Regions from separate parts of the Mus musculus genome. Here all the other regions are linked to region 1. A link is a contact called in public promoter capture Hi-C data. All regions are on one chromosome and are shown on one strand. The core of a region is the stretch at or near the end of the contact, and the rest is flanking DNA. Distances in the headings are between cores, read along the strand shown. Region 1 holds the start of Cdkn2c (cyclin dependent kinase inhibitor 2C). Region 2 has its middle 33 kb from the start of Spata6. Region 3 holds the start of Tmem59 (transmembrane protein 59).

Region 1 (3,824 bases), core at 500-2,999:
GTGAGCCACCATGAGGTTGCTGAGAATTGAACTCAGGACCTCTGGAAGAGCAGTCAGCACTCTTAACTGAGCCATCTCTCCAGCCTCTCCCCAAAGGTCTTAATACAACACGGTAGAGTGGGGAATACTTGTAATCCAGCCATACCAGGGTGACACAAGGTTACAAATACTAAGCCAGTCTGGGGTACATAAGGAGCAGTAGGCTAGCCTGGGCAACAGCACCCTAAACATTGCATTTTCTTTACTCAGTAATTCAGCAAAGATATTTTATTTGATGAAAGTCATAACACATGTACATCCATTTTTATACAGAATGCCCACAATTTTATTCTTCCTCGTTACCATATTTTCTCCAAGCAAGACACCATTAATTTCCAGAAAGCAGTGTTTGTAAATTTGTATTAGTGCTAGTTATCACTTTAACAGTGCCAATCTCCTATCATAGCTTCCAGATAACTAAAAACTCAGAGTTCCCAGAATGTATACATGGAATACAGTATACATGGAATCCTAAATATTCTGTTAAAATGATTTTTAAAGAAGTTCATCCCCTTTGTTGTTACCTGATTCACAATATTCAGCTTTCGATACCTCAAAAATTAGCTCTAATCTTTTTCTTAACAACTTAAAGAAACACTGCCAAATTCTTGTAGTTCCAATTTTCCCTAACAGCCAACCTGTTGCTAAATGACTATCCAGATGTCTCTGGCTTGTTTGAATACTTTCACTTTACTCCAAGGAACTGGGTTACAGATGTTACTTGAGGATATATGTGCAGTGGCTGGTTCTAATTAGACCAATATTTGGGGGGGAGGGGAGGCGGAGGGGGGGTTTGGTTTCATTTTGACCACTGAATGCAACCATGCTGGTGTTTTTTTAAAAGCATAAAAGTATAGAAGGCAATAATCTCATATGCCTACAAGAAGACGTGAAAAGTACAGAAAATTGATGAATATGAAATATATGGATGCACTGGTCCTTTTACACTTAGACCACCATCCTCACCTCCACCTAAAAACAACCAATCCTCGGTGTAGTGAGTGAAAGAAATCCCCCAATAAAGACATAGCCTTTTTAGAAAACCTTTCTAACTCACTGTAAGCTTTGTTTAAAGTTAATTGCATTTCTCCTTTTCCCTCAAGACTAGAAGTTCACATTTTCTAGACCCTGAAGTTCGTCGGGATTTCTTGTAATATGCTTTCAGTTCTCATAAAACTCGGTCTACAAGACTTCTCTGCCCTGTGGTGCTGTCAGTTGTGTCGCCTCTGCAGCCCTGGCAATGACCTGACAGGTGCCAAGGCCTGTGGCAGAGCAAAGGAGTCCAGCAGCCCCGGGCCAGGCCACTCGAACTCGGCGAGCCTGGTCGGGGAGCGCCGAGGAGGGTGGAGCTGCCCGGCTCCAGCAGAGGAGATCCTACCCGTCAGCTGCAGGGCCGCCGAGCCTCTAAGGGCCTCCGCCCGCACCCGCGGCCTTAGTTACCACCACCGGGGTCCCGCACGGTAGAGGCTCCCACTCCAGCCAGCCCCAGAACAGCAGGCCAGGCCGGGCCGAACCCACCCCGCTTCGGCAGGGGAGACTAGCGAAGCGAGAGGGCAGGCGGGAGCGCCAGCGAACCCAGGCCCAGCGCGGGCAGAGAAGGGCGCAGGGCCGCGAGGGCGGAGCGAGCGGGCTGCCGGCCACTGCGCCGCCAGGGCGTTGGGCGGGGCGTGGGCGGGGCCCGGCCTTCCCGCTCCCGCGGCGCCCTAACTCGGCGGAGCCTCCTTAAAACTCTGCCGTTAAAATGGGGGCGGGTTTTTCAACTCAAAAAGCGCTCAATTTTTTTCTTTTCAAAAAAAGCTGATGAGGTCGGAAAAAAGGGATAAGAAACCGGCACAGTACCTTCAGAGGCAACCGTAGCAGCAGTTGCTTCAGCGGAAAAAGAAGCAAAGGAGGGAGGGAAGGGAAAGATCCTAAAGGAAAGACGCGCAAGTGTCTGTAGCGGAGAAGGGAGCGGCGATCAGAGATTTGGGGGAGTCGGACTACAAAAGAAACTGTCAGCTGCGGCTCGCGACCGGCCGGCGCAGCCTGCCTCGGCTCCGGAACCCAACTGGCTGGCAGCCGCTGTCCTGTCCGCGGCACTGATAGGGGCACAGGCCGGAGGACCGCCAAGAACTAACTGGCCAAGTGGCACCGAGCGCCCGAGCTGCTGGGCGGCCGCCAAGAAGTTGGCGGGACTGGCTGCGCCCGGGATCTGTGGCGACCGCTCCTACTTCCAAAGACCCTTCCCATCATCGGACGCCCCGGGAAAATCTGAAAGGGAGGGAACGACAGCGGCAGAGGCGACGGCCGCCCCTCAGCGAGCGCTTGCAGTGAAGAGCCTGAGCTAGCTCGGTCGTAGGCGGGAAGTTACTGGTGAGCTGGCCGGGTGCAAGAGCGATGCTGCCGCGAGCTACCCCAGCGGCTGGAGCCCCATAGACGCTTCCCCCTTCGCCGTGCACCGTCTTCAGGCTGCCGGGAGTCCCGGGACCCGGCGGGGCCGGCATGACGGGCTTGGCGGGGGTCTGCCGCACACCCACCAGCCTCCGGAGACCCGCGCCCTGCCCGGCTCCCACGGCCTCTGAGGCTCGGCGGGGCTGCGGCAGCTCGGCGGGCGGGCTCCGGAGGCTCTTCTGAAGACGCCGAGCCCGCTAGGGAGTCGTTGAGACCTGAGAGTTGAGGGCTTCAGAGCTGCTGCTCTGGTCTGCCCTCAGCGATCGTCTTTAACCCTCCCGAGCACGTCAGCATCCAGCCAGCGCGGCGCTCTGCTAGCGAGCGAGCAGCACTCTGGACTACCCCCTTCGGCTAGACGGATGGAAAGTGAGCTCTGCGAAGGACCTGACTCTGAAATTCTGCCTCAAATCACCACTGTGAACAAGGGTGGGTTAATACCTTTTCTACTCTCTAATACTTTTTCTTTCGCGGTGTTGTCTGAGCTGACCTAGTCCTTTAAGTCTCCGCAACATCTTCCTCACAGAGCTGTAAAGCTTAGGTACGTGACAGCTCTGCCTACATCTCACGTCCATAGTAATTAATCAAGAACTGCTTCTGTGTATGTATCTCTGTTGAATCGCCAGAATCCTTCTTAGGGGTTAAGCTAAAAAGCTAGAGAAGGAGCCCCTCTCCAATGGGCTCACTTTTGCTGAATAATCACGTGTGAATCGAGGGGCGGGCTTTTGGCAGGCCGACCTTACTAGTATTTACTACCAAGCTCTACTCCAGATTAACCATCCCAGTCCTTCTGTCAGCCTCCGATGCCATCATGCAGCCTGATTAGGAGCAAAGGAAAGGGGAAAAAGAGAAGCAACTAATCGTCTTTTCCCGATCGTCAGGACCCTAAAGAATGGCCGAGCCTTGGGGGAACGAGTTGGCGTCCGCAGCTGCCAGGGGGGACCTAGAGCAACTTACTAGTTTGTTGCAAAATAATGTAAACGTCAACGCTCAAAATGGATTTGGGAGAACTGCGCTGCAGGTTGGTATCCACAGAGGTGGGGAAAACAAGTTAATAAGGTTGCCTGGGTTTCTAAAATGACAGCTTTTAAGTTTGGAGGGGTACAGATCTTCACTGTTTTAAAACCTTCATGGTTGCCATATTTTATATCTTTAAGTGGATCCAACTCCCCAAAATGACGTACTTTGGAGAAACTGGTCAACTCCAATAACATCCTCGATATCAAGAGAATCTTAGGTTTGGTCATAATTTTTGGAATGCTTTTGTGACAATGGAGGTTTTAAAGTATTCTTATCGTCGAAATCTGTTTGTTTTGTGCAGTGTTGTTTTAGATAGCTCTTTAAGCACATTATTATGA
Region 2 (4,004 bases), core at 476-2,975, 2.0 Mb before region 1:
TGGCCATAAAATTACATGATGCTTCTGAAATCTCTTTTTCAGCAAAGTAATCCCATGAATCCATGCAGTAAAGAATAATTCAGTGCCCCTAAATCCTGCCTCTTCACTCTTAGGTGAAATACTGGCTTATGAGCTATCTGAGTATGTGTAATGTAGTTAGGCTACACGCTCGGATAGCTCTCCATCTTTCCCCTTCCCCTCCCCTGTCCCCTGTCTCCACTCTCTCTCTTCTCTCTTCTCTTTTCTCTCTTCTCTCTTCTCTCTTCTCTCTTCTCTCTCTCTCTCTCTCTCTCTCTCTCTCTCTCTCTCTCTCTCTCTCTCTCCATTCTCCTCCTCTCTCCTCCCTGTATCTCTGTCTGTCTCTATCTGTCTCTCTCACACACACTCACATACACATACATACATACACACACACACACACACACACACACACACACACACACCACAGTCTTCTCTCCATGATGCATCAAACCATTTTCCAGCAATACTACTTCCTTCTAAATCAAGAGAAGACGTGTTTTAAGATGTCTTCCCAATATCAAAACTGAGAAATTGTCTTGCTCAGAATTCTATCAAGAGTTGCTCTGCAGTTTAGAAAGTTTAGCACTGACAGCTGTGGTCGCGTGTGAATCACCCACTCAACATTTCTGGTGGAGTCAGTAGCATCTGCAGCTCCCAATTTGAAAATCAGAGGAAGAGATCGAAGTTTATGCTACTTTATTAAGTCTGTTTAACTTCTGCCACTGTGTCTGTGTGTGTTCCTACATGTGTGCATAGATGCATAGGCTGGACAAGAAATACTGCCTCAAGAGATCCTCCTGCCTCAGCTGAGACTACAGATTTTTCGTTGTGGCTTTTTATGCCATCCTATCATGTGATTTAGATGCAGATATGCATGTTATTCTCTTGCATGTTACAATTAGTTTGTTTCTCCAGTGTGTTAGAATATTGTATATGTTTTTGAAAGTTGATTATGCAAGTATGTATATATTTTATGTGACTTTCATGTAGAAGAGAGTGTTCAAAATGCCTTCGTAGTAAAAAGGTTGGGTCTGTGAGAGCTGAGTTCCTGCTTTTCCAGGGCAGAGCTTAGAGGAGAAACGTGGTAGCCAGAGCATAAGTTTTGAGCGCCCCCTGCTGGGGACAGAGACTGCTGCCATCCTGCTGCTTTCCCTCTTTCAGATTGTGGCGCCTGATAGCTTCCAGAGGCAATGGGAAAGGTGTTTGTGGATCTGAAAACCTCATCCTCAGGGTGGTGGTGGGGAAATGTGAAAAGGAATCTTAGAAATAACATTTAGGAAGAAGGAATGTGGACTACGTGTTCCTTTCTTTACTAAGCGCTGCCATGGACTAGCTGGTTCTGAACTGGAAGAGAGCTAGATGCTGAGGCTTATTGATGCGAATGCTGCCAAAATATTACAGGAAAAACATATTCCCGTTTTTTAGTTAAATAACAAAGTCATCTTTCTCTTACTCCTCATTGCAGCAACTTCCTGGCAGCCCACTGTCTTCCTTCTTTCTTCTTTTTCTTCCTTCCTTTCTTTCTTTTTTCTTTGTTTTTCTTTTTCTTCTTTCTTTTCTTTTTCTTTTTCTTTTTCCCTTTTTTGAGTCGGCATTACATTGATTTGATTAACTAAATGAAATCCAAAAGGACATCGGTGTATCTCTCCTGCTGTTGCATCTTGATTCCACGCGGTGGCACTGTGCTGAGCTGTGGACAGCACCACTGCAGAACTCAAAAGAAAGGGGAGGTTTGAAACTGTGCTGAGGAGAGACTAGTGAGATTTGCCGAGACTTGGGGAGGACAGCAGGAGCCTAAATAGCTCCCGCTCCAAGGCTCATACATTTTCAGTATTTACTTTCTCACATGTGTTCGGGAATTCAGCTTCCTGGAAGACACCGAGCGAACTCTCAAGGCCAGCCTCATTTGTCCTTTGACCCTGTTGGACCACACAGCCAAATTTACCCTGCACTTCCCTTAGTGTATCCCCCGGGTTTGCCAGCTTTCCTGTTGAATTTCCAAGACCGCTTCAATCTTCCCACTTTTAGATAATTTGACCTTCCTTCTGAAGGTGTCAGATCTCTTCTAGCCCTGTGTCACACTCAAGCATAGCTGCCAGCTGGCTTCTCTTAGGACAATGCTATTATTATACCTCTGGAAAACTTCTTTTCTAGTAGGAATTGGCCACAACTGTCTTAAGGAGAGGGACAGAGTTTATGTTATGCAAGGAAGAAACAAAAAACAAAAACCTAGCAGTTTGTACCATCTGCCTCAAGAGGTCCTGAGTCTCTTGTCTTTAGAAATACTTGGAGCAGACTGTTGTGAATCGCCCTCCAACCAACACCCCAGGAGGTGCAAGCACACCTGTGCAGTCACTTTGGGATGGTTCAGGAAGGACATGAGCCCCACTCCCCCCAAATGTGCCTACCATCACAGTTTCCCCCTCTTTTGTTGAAACTAATGAGTCACGATCAGAGTAATGTTTTTCTGTGACTCCAAAACCATTTTGCTTAATGAGGTACTAAGTCTTTATAATTAGGCCCAGAAGGAAAAGAGGACGTGGCCCTTAAGAGCAATAATTATTTCAGTTATTTATGGTAATAAAAAATTGAAAATAGGAATTCTTCCTCAGAATGCGACTATTTATTCTTTTACATATTGCCTAACAGGCAATTACCCTATTAAGGCAGCATTTTGTTGCTAAAGACATTAATTGAAATGTAAATTAAATGTAAATCAGCTAATTAAATTGATATGTAATGAACTTGTCAGGCAGGCCTCTCTGATCAGATGCATTTCACTAATAAACAAGCTTTGCAGCCTGCCCAACACACAACTGGGGCAAAGGGTTCCTAGTTGATCTGCACCTGGCAGGCAGCAAGAATGAAGGGGTGGGCTGTTCAGAACATCAGAAGAAGAGAACATTTGGTCATTGCTCTTGGAGACATGTGTCTTAGGATACCTACCTGGGCTTCTTTTTCTTCGGATGCAGAGTATCACATGAGAACACCTAAAAGTTCAACTCAAACCAGGACATGTGAATAATGGTCTACCTGGAATTAGGGTGTATCAAGAAAATATCACCACTGCTTTCTGATTCCCATAGCTGTGTGCCCCTCTCAGGGCTGCCTCCCCTTACACTGATGACTTATGGCCTCCACATTTCCTCACAGGGGAGCAGAGTTAAATGAAGTTGTACTAGGGCATTCTTGCAGCTGGCAAGAACTGGCACAGCTGAGCCTGTTGTTCAAATAGTGAAGCACGCAGTTGGCAAATAGCTACTTCTCTACCTCGTGGCTATTTGTGTCTCAGATAGATGTCTCTCCTTTGCCTTACCCACTTGGGATCTTTTCCCAGGGCCTTCAGTATGGAAAGCATGTATGTTTAGTCTGAGAAGGGCCCCTTCGGGATGCTAGGCTGGTATCCATGCTGACCAGCTAATGCCCTTACACACCCACCCTGTAGTGCGTCACTCCTAAACCAATCCTTGTGATGGGGAAATCCCATTTCATTGTGACAAGTGGGGAGAAACTTTCTTGGGTACTGTCCCAGGTGTGTCCAAGTGTGGTCCATCGGCCACATGCGTCCCAGGAGAGCTGGGAATGCCACTCAACACACTGTAAATGATCTTCCTTCACACTGTCAAAAGTTGGCTACTTCAGCCTGCTAGACTCCATCGACAGAGATCCTCAAGTTTGAATATACTTCAGAATCACACAGAAGGGTCCTCGGAACACAGAGGGCTGAGCCCCACTTCCAGAGCTTCCAGTTTGGGGATCAGTCCTGAGCTTCTGAGTTACTGTCAAGTGGCCAGATGATGCCGATGTTGCAGGTCTGGAGACCATACCTAGAACCCACTATTCTAGATCCTTGGCACCCTTCAGAAGATTGAGAGCATCATCGTTCAGATTGTTTTCGTGGTGGGTAATAAGGGTGAGGAACCAGGGGTAACAAAACTGTAGGCAGAGCCACAGATTTAGATAAACAAAATTGCTTCAGAGTT
Region 3 (4,000 bases), core at 1,182-3,681, 2.5 Mb after region 1:
TAATCTTAGCCCTTGACATTTACTGATAGAGGGAAGAGAACAGAGTTAGCTGGAGGCCATCTTGGACTGTATGTCAAGACAGTGTCTCAAACAAACAGTCTAAAATATGCAGGTATTCCTAGAATTCAGAGGGTGAGGCAAGGATCCTACCAGAGATCCTACCTCAGAAACAAAACAAATTTAAGTCCAGGACAGACAGGGAGCCAATGATTTGGAGTTCTGGTTAAGAACAGCATTAATAAATTAGTGAAAATGACTTATCAATATCACATCAATTATTAGCAACTAGTGAATATTATAATGCCTAAGGCATCTGATTGGCATGGTGCGTGTGTATAGCCCCAGCAGCACCGAGGAACCTGAGGCAGGAAGGCTGAGACTGAACAACCAACCTGAACTGTAGGCAAATCCTGTCTCAAACACAAACACATCCAAGAAATATCCAAAGATTCCTGGTATCCGTATCTTTCAAATTATTTATGTCCCCAGTATTCTGTCTTACTCTACAAATTTCCTAGGAAAGCCTTAAAAGAGGGAACCAAACATTAACATAACATAAAGCAAACCTCAGCCTAATTCTTGGCCAATTGGTTCGGGTAGAATCTTTTGATGATGCAAGCTTTACTGACTGACATCTAAAGAATTCCTCTTACTCCCTGAGGTGAGCAAGGCAAGCCTTACACCCGTGACCCCTGACCTCAGCCTCCAGCAGGCTGTAATTTACAGGTGTCCATGACCATCCCAGCTCTTCATTTCTCCCAACTATTTATTAATTTCTAACTTAGAAATTTTAAGGCTAGCCGGTGCTGCAAGCCTTTAATCCCTGCACTTGGGAGGCAGAGGCAGGAGGATTTCTGAGTTTGAGGCCAGCCTGGTCTACAGAGTGAGTTCCAGGACAGCCAGGGCTACACAGAGAAACCCTGTCTCGAAAAACCAAAAGAAAGAAAATTTAAGGCTAATCTCAGTACAATCTTGTGGCGCCGTTTATGTTTTGCTTGTAATTGATGACCCTCAGATGGGTAAGGGGGACAAAATGCTTGAAGGTACAGAATTTACACTTTTTAATATCAAAGACAGGAAAGCACTTGTCAATATGGAACATTCTAAAGTCACTGGGACTGCCATTCTAGTCACTTTGTACCTTTAGAAGGCAAAGAGGGAGAGCCACAATGGTTAAGCAAATAGCATACAGAAGACAAGGCCAAAAAAAAAAAAAAAAAAAACCACGCGCATCAGCGAAAGCCCTTACAAAGCCAGGTGGGGAGGGGCATAAACCCTAATTATATATGGAAAATGAGTGGGGAGAACCACCAAGCAATTTAGAATGTTGAGTAAACAGAATTCATAAGAAACTGGAAAACAACTTAAGAAGGCAGAATTAAAGGCTAGGCAGCGGCTGCGGGCAGGGACCAGGGTTAGGGATCGGTCTCTCCTCTAGCTACACAGTATAGGTTTTCCGTAGGACAGTAGAATTTCCTGATCCACTCCACGATTCCTTATCTTCTGCACTGAGTGACGTTTATTTTACTTTATTGTTTTTTGAAGACAGACCCCCCCCCCCCCAACCGCCGCCTCACAAAGGCATCCAGTCCCTTGCGGCAGCGTCTCACACACACTCAACACAGACAGGAAGTCCTCCCTTCCACGGTGTCTGGTAACTACTGAGGCTGACTTCACACTTCAGACCGCAAAGGAATTGTCAAGCTTTCTCCGACTCGGGGAACACAACGCGCTTCGTCCCAGAGAGGCGCGCCATCAACCCAGACTGGAAGGCACTATTTTGTGCACGCCTGCGTCCGCGCCATCCTCCCCACCCCCGCGCTGCTAGTTAGGTCAGGACCTCGCGTTCATCCTCCATCTACCCTAGCAAGCGATCGCCTCCCTGGCGGTCCCGCGGGCTCCCAAGGGCTCGCCGATTCCGCACATTTGTGTCCCCCCCCCCAACCCCCAGCCTATCGCCGAGACCTGCAGCACAAACTTCCGGCAATTTCCGCAGGAGCAAGGAAAACTGCAGCTGCACCGAGTGGGCAGCGGCTGAAGCACAGCTTCACCACTAGGGCCCCGGCGCTGACCCCGAGGTGGAACGACGCGAGCTGGGGCACCGAGGGATGAGGGGAACTCGGGACGGATGGGCCCTGCCTACCTTCGGGTAGGTGTGCAAGGGGTAGGTCAGCTGACAGGCCCGGTGACAGGACGCTGTGTCTCCCAGGACCGAGTCAAAGGCTTCGGCCGCTGCAGTCCCCGAGCCTCCGGCCAGCGCCATAGTCAACAGCAGCAGCGGCGGGAGCCCCAGTTGGGCCTGGACCCAAAGCTTCCCCTTTGGCGCCGCCATCTTGTTCCCCTCTGTCACAGCAGCTCGAATTGTTGCTGTTTTCTTTTCAGGCTTTCTCCTTCTTCCGGGCCAGCCCCTTTCCCCGCCCCTCCGGCCCGCGCTTCCGCCTCCGAGAGCTCCTCGGCCCCGCCCCGGTCCGCCCAATCGGCTGCCTCCTGGCCGGTCTCTGGGACGGAAAACCTCTCGTGGGCGGGCTTGGGGACCCGGCCGACCATCTCAGCCTTGGGCTCAGAGCCGCGCCTGCCCCTTTCTCCGTGCCAGGCCGACTGGGGCCAGTAGTTCTCGGCGGCTTGGAGCGAGCTGAGGGGTGTTGCTTCCCTCAACCACAGCTTCCGCACGCCTCGCAGTGCGTTCTGGGAAGTGTAGTTCCTGCGGGTCACCAGCGAGGAACTGGGCCCCGGAAGAAGTGTACAAATAGTTACAACGCGCGGCCCGGGTGGAGGTCCCGAGGAGTCAAGAGACCAAACAGCGTAGGCAGGCTGATTTTCCCGGTGGGTCTCACGTCGAGCTCTGATTGGATAAGCCCTTTCCAGGCCTCCTAGTGCTGGGGCCAAGGCCTTGCTCGTGGAAGGGTTGGGATTCTCTGACACACAACACTGGTTTCTGAAGCAGCTTCTGTATTGCGCCGGGGTCTGGAGATGGTTGTTGTGGGCCTTAGAGTAATTCTTAGGATTGGGGCTGCCGCGGAGTGGGTGTAAAGAGGGGTTCACTGAGCCCAGTGGAACCCTAACTTCATCACAACTCAACCTGAACTGGAAAAGGATTTCAGAAGTCACCCCATTACCCCGGGTAGTGGAATCCAACTCCCTCCCTAGCATGCCCCTCTGGATCTTAGGAACTTAACCCAGGAAGTAAACTTAATTATAGTTTCAGAAGAGATTTCCTCTTTCGAGAAGAAGTCTTATTTCCTGTAAATACCATCCAAAAGCCTTCATAATTCAGACGTGTTTAGAAAATCCAGTCGTGTCACTTCTGGGAATACACATCTCAACCTTAATAAAGTTTCACCCTGTTTCTTGAATAGAATACTCCTCAAGCACCTGAAGGTAGGCGGAGCCCCCAGCAATGGATAAATTCGTCATTCGAACGCCTAGGATCCAGAATAGCCCGAAGAAGAAACTCGGAGAAAAGGTTTACAAGCAAGCCACGATTGAGTCGTTGAAGGTGAGAAGGAATGTGGGGTCAGAGAAAATGTGCACAGGACTGTCATAAAGAGATAGGGCCAACAGGTTCCATTGTAGGGAATCATGACTTTTTGTTAAGCACCCTTCAGGGACCATTTTTCTTTCTTACATACCCTGTACAGACTTTTATCAGTTCCTGTACCTCTGCTACCCTGAATTAATCCAATTCTGGCTTTAGGGTATGGTTGCTAGCTGACAGGATCACTACCCCCCTTTGTTAAGTTTTTTCTTTTTAAGATGAATTTTTATTTATTTATTTTGGTTTTCAAGACAGGGTTTCACTGTGTAGCCCTGACTGTCCTGGAACTCACCTGTAGACCAAGCTGACCTAGAACTCAGAAATCCCCCTGCCTCAACCTCTCAAGAGCTGGAATTAAAGGCTTGTGCTACTATTCCTGGCCAAGATTTATTCTTATGTGTGTCTGTGTCTGTGTGTGGATATGGTCACTAGTGGCTTTGGCTCTCTTTGGAGCTGTAGTGATAG

The links. Promoter capture Hi-C pulls out the DNA fragments that hold promoters and counts their contacts.
Region 2: a contact with region 1 is called in a promoter capture Hi-C map of second pharyngeal arch cranial neural crest. The contact joins the enhancer-like site here to the promoter of Cdkn2c in region 1. A contact is called at or near these places in 5 of 39 promoter capture datasets (cranial neural crest, embryonic stem cells, frontonasal cranial neural crest and 2 more), 1 of 484 Hi-C or Micro-C datasets (B cells) and 4 of 115 datasets of contacts at active chromatin or transcription factors (astrocytes, embryonic forebrain, large pre-B cells and 1 more).
Region 3: a promoter capture Hi-C map of liver shows a contact between it and region 1, with 3 times the contacts expected there. The contact joins the promoter of Tmem59 here to the promoter of Cdkn2c in region 1. A contact is called at or near these places in 2 of 39 promoter capture datasets (liver and pre-B cells).

The regions. Positions count from the first base shown.
Region 1 is chr4:109,664,681-109,668,504 of GRCm38.p6, reverse strand. Cdkn2c (cyclin dependent kinase inhibitor 2C) reads left to right here and starts at 1,749. Exons shown (of 3, transcript NM_001301368.1): 1 at 1,749-2,895; 2 at 3,348-3,487. The coding sequence starts at 3,359.
Region 2 is chr4:111,684,967-111,688,970 of GRCm38.p6, reverse strand. No RefSeq gene overlaps it. Among named protein-coding and RNA genes, the nearest start is that of Spata6, 33 kb to the left of the region's middle. Within about 2 kb of position 1,725, at least 67 of the 459 cell types and tissues checked have an H3K27ac peak or open chromatin away from gene starts, as enhancers often do. A contact at or near this core is called in B cells, where this site is marked.
Region 3 is chr4:107,177,061-107,181,060 of GRCm38.p6, reverse strand. Tmem59 (transmembrane protein 59) reads right to left here and starts at 2,431. Exons shown (of 8, transcript NM_029565.3): 1 at 2,144-2,431. The coding sequence starts at 2,332. It overlaps Tceanc2 (transcription elongation factor A (SII) N-terminal and central domain containing 2), which reads left to right and starts at 2,695. Exons shown (of 5, transcript NM_025617.2): 1 at 2,695-2,823; 2 at 3,357-3,496. The coding sequence starts at 3,398.